2 separate regions of the Gossypium hirsutum genome follow, and region 2 is linked to region 1. A link is a contact called in public Hi-C data. All regions are on one chromosome and are shown on one strand. The core of a region is the stretch at or near the end of the contact, and the rest is flanking DNA. Distances in the headings are between cores, read along the strand shown. Region 1 has its middle 4.8 kb from the start of LOC107952981. Region 2 holds the start of LOC107952959 (phosphatidylinositol 4-kinase gamma 4).

The links. A called contact is a pair of places that touch in the nucleus more often than the background predicts.
Region 2: a Hi-C map of leaf shows a contact between it and region 1, with 2.0 times the contacts expected there. The contact joins the promoter of LOC107952959 here to the enhancer-like site in region 1. A contact is called at or near these places in 2 of 34 Hi-C or Micro-C datasets (callus and leaf).

What each region holds. Positions count from the first base shown.
Region 1 is chrA07:29,782,243-29,786,066 of Gossypium_hirsutum_v2.1, forward strand. No RefSeq gene overlaps it. Among protein-coding and RNA genes, the nearest start is that of LOC107952981, 4.8 kb to the right of the region's middle. Within about 2 kb of position 2,574, at least 7 of the 9 cell types and tissues checked have an H3K27ac peak or open chromatin away from gene starts, as enhancers often do. A contact at or near this core is called in leaf, where this site is marked.
Region 2 is chrA07:30,309,852-30,313,516 of Gossypium_hirsutum_v2.1, forward strand. LOC107952959 (phosphatidylinositol 4-kinase gamma 4) reads right to left here and starts at 2,208. Exons shown (of 2, transcript XM_016888168.2): 1 at 406-2,208. The coding sequence starts at 1,758.

The sequences.
Region 1 (3,824 bases), core at 1,324-3,823:
TAAACTTAGCCTATTTAAAAGGGCCTTATATCCCTATTTCGATAAGGCAATTAAATATGTTGTACTACATGGCTTTTCTTTTGAGGGCAGGAAGATGTAGTCGTAATGGTAACTATAGAGAGAATTTTGTACCCCTTTTTTTAGAGAACTCTATGAGAGTTAGGGCTTTGTTTTCAGGGTTTGGGTTTGTACGTTTAGTACATTTAGGTTTATTTTCTCCATATTGTACTCTCATTTGTTTACTCATTTAGTGAAAAGCCGAAGCCTCCTTTGCCCGTAGTTTTTATCCTCTTTGGAGGAGTTTTCCATGTAAAATTTATGTTTGATTTTCTCTACCTTTTCAATTTTATTGTTTATACGGGTCAATCCCCAATAGCTTCAATGAAGCCAAAAGTTCTTTTCTAACCCTCCAAAAGATCATATTTATAAAGTTTATTTGACCTAAGTTAGGGCTACAATACTTGCTTGGACTTCAGTCCTTGAAAAAGACAAAAATAGCCTTGAATCTGAAGTCAAAATAGCAAGAAAATCGATGTCACACAAGCGTTGGCGTTGCGACTTGGGCTTTTGGTGCTGGGGCTCCATGGTTTTGAGTCGCAGCCCACTCATCCTTCTTATGTTCTTCACGTTTTGCTCATTTTCACCCATTCATTTCAATTCCATTGGTTCTCAAACCAACATCCCAAGTTCATATGCACCTAATTAAAGTCATTAAACACCAAATTAATTAATAATTACTAAATCATATAGAATTAAAATAAAAATACTAATGTATGCAAATGTGACACTAAACATGCAAATAAAGCTAAAACATGATGTTTCACTTTAAGAGCAATGAAAAGTAAAGCAATAAGACCAAAATATATAAATTATGAACACTTATCAAGTCTTCAATAATGCAAGATATACGCAGCAGGACCCTGTTGTGAATGTTTTGTGTGGGCTAGACATTATAAATCAATAGAAATGAAGGATTCAGAATTTTAGAAAGAAAAGAGATGCGACGAGGCTAACATCTACCAAGAGGGAGTGGGCTAAATTAAATACGGATGGTGCTGCAGGGAAAATGCGCAAGCAGCTTGGGGTGGCCTTTTACGAGATGCTAATGGTAATTGATTGGTTTTACTAGATGTGTTGGTGTTTCTTCTATCTTGCAAGCTGAATTGTGGGGTATTGTTCACGGGTTAAATGTGGCTTGGTCTTCTGGACTAAGAAAGGTCAAGGTTGATTATGATGATGTTGAACCCATTTTCGCAGTGACCAATTGTTTGGCTTTAGTGTGTCAAATTTATCAACTTCGTAAATAAGCATGGCAAGTGACTTTCAAGCATGTTTTTAGAGAAGCAAATATTGTGACTGATTTTATGGCGAAGGTTGAAACAAGATCCTTACAAGGGCTGATGGTTTTCAAAGATATCCTCCTCGAGGGATTGAAGCTTTATTATTGATCCTCGAGGGATTGAAGCTTTATTATTGAAGGACTATAATTTAGTATATTTTCTCTTTAACCCAAGGAAAAACATCTATACTGGGTCAAGCACATACACTTGAGGTACCTCATCAACTTGACTCCAAACCCCAATAATACACTTTAACCATTGTGACAGATTTGTATTCCGGGTATTAAACCGGCAATTAAAATATGTTAAAATACATTATTTTCAGCAGTTAAATTTTTAATTTAATCATTCATTTATTTTTAGATTTCTTTTAAAATTGAATTTAAAAAAAATATTATAAAACTATTGAAAATATAAACACCCTTACAATAAAATTTATTATTTTTGAATCTCTTTTTAACTAAGTTGGTGTTTAATTTACTAATTTATGGTAAGGCACATATTCTTCCCCCCATCACCCGCACTGATTCGGTTGGGTGAGGCTTGAAAATCTATTTTGTTTAAGAAAGGGTTGGCTTAAAGTTGCCGAGATCAAACTTTGGGCTTGAATAGATTCTGTATGAACCAAGGGTGACCCAATATAAAATATTTGTAGTGGTTTTCCACATTAGCCCAATGCCCAATGTTCCCTGCTCATTTTTACATAATTCTTGGTTGCAAGAAAGAAAGAAATAGGTGTATAATCTTGTATCAACATAAATGGCTAAGTCAAGAAATTGGACTGCAGCTTTAGGATCCCCTACAGTTTTACACTTTTTATGATATTAAGTAGAAGGTACAAGATTTTTTACTTAGCAGTTCTGCAGATTTCGTTTTGTCTGAAAGAAGGTGCAGTATGATCTGGAGGAATCAAAGATGAATCATTCTTTCTCCATTGGGTTTCTAAATTAAGCATTTGGGTGGGACAACACTCAAGCACTGACAGTTCTAAAAGACTGAACCCTTGTTATGACGAAAACAATCATCAAGCAAGATCTGTTTGCAGCAAGTCTCCCACCGAGCTTTTGTTAAATGGTGGGTTTCTAGATTTTTTTTTTTTGTTTTTGAACAAGGTGGGTTTCTAGATTTATGTCAGGATACAAGGGATGGTCGAACTTTTATCCCTTTTCATCATTGAAAATTAGCTTCAAAGATGGTTTATAGTAGTTAGGAGGGAAAAGCCAACTTTCACATGCGGCATGCCACCCCTCGCTGTATGTATGGTCCAGTTACCAGTGATTTTATGAACAAGCAATGGCTAAACGCTAGAAGATAAAAATAAAAATAAAAATAAAAATAAAAAAGGTAAAAGTAAAAGGGTCGATAGAAAATTTGGTTCTCCAACTGGACCACTTTTAACTTTTTAATAATATTGAAAGGAAAACAATTAATGATATGATGATTATCTTTTACTTCTGTCACCCACAATAGGCCAGGCCAATCTTTAGTGGCTTGATGACATGTTATTTTCAACCCAAAAAACTTAACACATCACTACTTTTAAACGTCTGCAATTCCTTATCAGTATATATACTACAAAAAAAATTTGCGTTTCATTTACTTTAACTTTAATTTTATATATTGAAAATTGATATAAATGTTCTGGCATGATAACTTGATATTAATCAATCAAGCCGCTAGCATTTATATAATGGTGTTAGTCCTTGGAGAGTATTTTGATTGATGAAATACAATTTTAAATAGCCGACGGTTAATATATTAACCCAAAGTTAAATCTCAAATGGCAACAACCAATGGATCATATTTTATTAGAATGAGATATTTTTTAGTCTTTTTCCTAGACAACAAGTTTAATTTTGAACAGAAATAGTGCAGGACCCAACATGGTTTTTGCATCAGACACGTGAAGGATAGGAAAAGAGTTCCGTCGAACAGAATGGAAATGGCAAGGGCAATGGCACGCAACATGGGGGGTTCAAATCAAGGGCCCCTCCAACTGATGGGGAAGTAGCTAACAGCATTGGAAAAGTTTGGTAAGATGAACTCAAAGCAATGGTATCAAGTTATAACTTTAATGTACTACCATGAGTTGGATTGTAATAGCACTAGATTAGGGAGCATATGTTTGGCTACTTAATATCATGTTCAATATGCATTAATTAACCACTTATAGGAAAACATTTCCATCAACCAGATTGGCATCGTATTTGCTGGCACCCGACATGGGTTCAAATCATGGGCCCTTTCCATCTGTATGGGAAGTAGCTAGCTAGCAGCAATATTGAAAATGTTTTGCTAAGATGAAATCTAGCCAAGCCAGCATAGGATCTCAGGTTATGTTTAGATGTCAAGTTAAACTATAACCTTGTCATTACTAGGTTGTAATCCTAACAAGGGAGCTACTAGTAGGAACTTTTAGGTACCTTCATCATGTGGGAACTTTTTTATGGAGTCTTGGTCAAGCTGTACACGAAAAACATACCA
Region 2 (3,665 bases), core at 958-3,457, 530 kb after region 1:
ATGAATGAAACAAAAATGACAAAGTTTAATGATACACTCATAAACTCTATACAAGATGGAAAACCCCCCCAAGAAAATTTTGGCACAGAATCAGAATGGTAGCATCACTGAGCTTGCTAGATAGTTTAAAATTAGCCCATCAGTGAACCATAATAATTTTAGTAGTATATTGGAGCCTCTTGACTCAGTAAGATCTAATACAAGTTCAATAACCTTCTAATCATGAATCTATTTCAAGTTAAATCCACAGTTGAATTCAAACTATCCTCGGTACTGTGTTTAACATTTACAATCTAAAGGATGAACCTAGAAACAAAAATAACAAGAACAGAGTTAAGGGTAAAGTAGTAAAAAACGGAAAACAAGGATTGTAGTAAATTACAAATTATCAGTGAGCAAACTTACGCTTTCAGGTAAGCAATAGCCATGGTCAATTGGAACCAGCACTGTTTGCCCATCTTCATCTTTGCTCAATAAAATATTTCCAGCATGCCTATCAACATTAGCCAATCTTATATCCAACACAGTGATTTTATGTACTTGCTCAACTGGAAAAGACCCAGGACCCATATCCTCACAACTTCCATTGTTTTCCACAAACATCTGCAATGACCCAATCTTGACAATTGCTAAATCAGCTGGATTGTTGAACCCAGCATGCAAACACTTGACCAGAGCAGTAGGAAGAACCCCAGCAAAACCCTTCTCCTCACATCCTTTAGGATGATCCAAGAAATACGCAGCTACTTCCCTGAATGCTCCTTCTCCAACTCGTGTACCCTTTTTCAGCCCTTCACCATCTGGTGACGCTGGTAATTTTCGAGGATTATTAACAGCTAAAGGCTCCTCGTCAATTGGCTTAAAAACAGAAACAAACTTTTGGCCTAATGAATCTTGCATGAAATAGACTCCTCCAGTACCCTCCACAGACCTGATTGGAAATTTTGCATTGTACAATCCATCAAATGTGGAGTTAATCATATCAACAATGACCGAAGGTAATTCAAACTTGGGATTAACAATAACAGGCTCTAATACAAAATCCCTATCAGGAGGCTTTCTTGGTTCAACCTCCCTGTCAACTTCATATCTTCTACAAGAATTCTCTTCATCACCAACATCATATTCTAGCTTGCGTTTCAATTCTGGTGCCACAATAGACAACTCGAAATTCTTAGCAACAGGCTTAGCCCTAAGTTTGGCAGATTTCCGAACCAATAAATGCAATACAGCACTGTTGTGCGTACATAGATCATCAATGAGCCTCTGATCCTCTAATCGCTCCCCATCACAAACAACTTCTTGGTCATCAAAATCAGAAAAACCTTTCTCCCTCTTAGCAATCTGCTCCTTCACATAACCAACATCACGCCCTCGTTCGACATGAAAGGTAAATTCTTTCCCAGCTGTAGTCTTAACATGAATGACCTGGAGATCAGAAAGCCTAAGAACCAAGTGTAGAACATTTCCATCGTTCACTCCATAGTCACGAACAAGTGAATTGCTCCGCGCCAGCTCCCGGCCTCCACAAACCAACTTCTGATTCTTCACAACAAAACCTTTAAAGGTTTGAATGCGTAGCTTCAAGGATTCAATAGAATCCGATTCCAGAACCCGCATTGGAATCATTGATTCGGAAAGGGCCAGATAAATCCAAATTGATTCGTTTTCACAAAGACCCAATTCAGGATTCATGTGATCAGGAGGGATCAAAGGTTCATTTCGAACCGGGACAACAGCAAGACCAGCCGAAGACATGGTTGACAGTGAAAATTTGAAGAACAAAGATTTTCCAACACTCTAAAATTGAATGCTAAAAAGTCTTAAACTATCTGTACAGATCCACAATAATTTCCCCCACATCTCTTTTTTTGTACAATCTAAACGGTTCTATACAAAGAATAAAAGAAAAAAAATCCAATCCTACAAAAAATTGAAACCCTAGGAATCAAAAGCGAATCCCAGGCTCAATTCATCTTGGTTTGCAAGATTAAAGATTAGAGATTGAATGTACGGAAAGTATTATAATGACATAAAAAGAAGAGATTTCTTACCAGAAAGGAGCGAAGAGAAGGGAAGATGCTTATGTCAAATTTAGGAAATTAGTTTAGGTGAGAGAGAGAGAAAATGGAATTGCAGAAAAGGAAGACGCGTGTAGCCGTCGTCCTTTTATAGGTAACGCGGAAAAACTTGTACTACTATTGGCTTTTCTCAGTTTTGACCAACTGGCTTTATACACGTATAAATTTCTTCTCAAGCATTACTTTAGGTACAAGGCAATTCGATTTTTGGTATTTCTCTTTATTCGGCTCTGCTTAATTAAAACCAAAATCTTGGACTAATTTCTAAATTACCAATCTTTTATGATTTTTTTAAATATATAATTCATGCCTATAATTTTTATTTTTTTATTGAAGTTTACGTGAATTTATTTTAAACCTTTTTAAATATTTGTTTCCCTAGAGTTTCAAAATTTTAGGTAATTTTCCTTTTTCCAAGTTATTCAAAATCTTTTGTATTTGATTCACTTGGTTTGACTCGGGTGAAGTCAAAATTTTTTTAGAAGGCAAAATTAAATTATATATTTTTATGGTAGTAAAAATATAATTTTGTCATTTTAATGGTTTATATTTTTATAATTTTTAAAAGATTAAATTTAATTTTATCATTTTTGTGAGAGTTAAAATGTAATTTTACCATTTCTAATTTAAAATTTAAAAAATTATAAAAGACCTAAATAAAAATATTTTATATTAGGGAGACCCTGTCAATCCCCTAGATCTACCACTGGTTTAACTATAAAATACTTTAATTTATATTTTATATTTTTATATTATCATAATAGTGTTAATATATTTCTACCAAAAAAAATGTTGATTTATTATACAAAATTAGTGATACATATTTATATAGATACATGTATTCTTTTAAACATTATTGTTTTATAATAAATTTTTATCCACGAAATTCTAATCGGCTAAAAATATGTAAATAAAATATTATACATATTAAAATGATGCACTTTTAAAGTATTTCGATTTCAATTTTTTTTTAAATTTTTGATATTTTAAAATTTCGAAATTCATTATTATTTTGCGTGTTTTTTTAAATAAAATATATAAATTGAATAATGGAAATGTTAAAAAGGTTGTATCATTTGCTTTAGTTTGGGTCAAAAAAGCAAAGAGATGAAGATTTAAAAACAATAAAATTCCAAGGAAAGACAGATGTGCGTTGTACCAATTAGTTAATTAAGAAGTCGGAAGTTGACATTTGAAAAATTGAATGAAACGAAATTTCCAAGGCTTTTCGCAGCCCCGTAGTGACTCATGAATGATGTGGTAAGCCAATCGTCTAGATGGATTCTTGTTCAACTTCTTTTTTAAATATGTGGATGGTGGAGTCTGAACACAAAGAAGAGATCCAACGACTACACTTTCTCACAGACTTTCTGGATTTCTAACTCTTGTTTTACAATCATATCAGCTTAAATTTAAATATTCAAAGTTTTTAAATTTGTATTTTATAAACAGATTAAATATCTTAATTCGGGTCCAAATGAAGCACTTAAATAAAATTAGGGGTATATTCATTTACCTATATCAGTTCAAATGGTATTTCAATTTGATTTCTATTTTGATGATCTAAATTGAAATAACCGATTG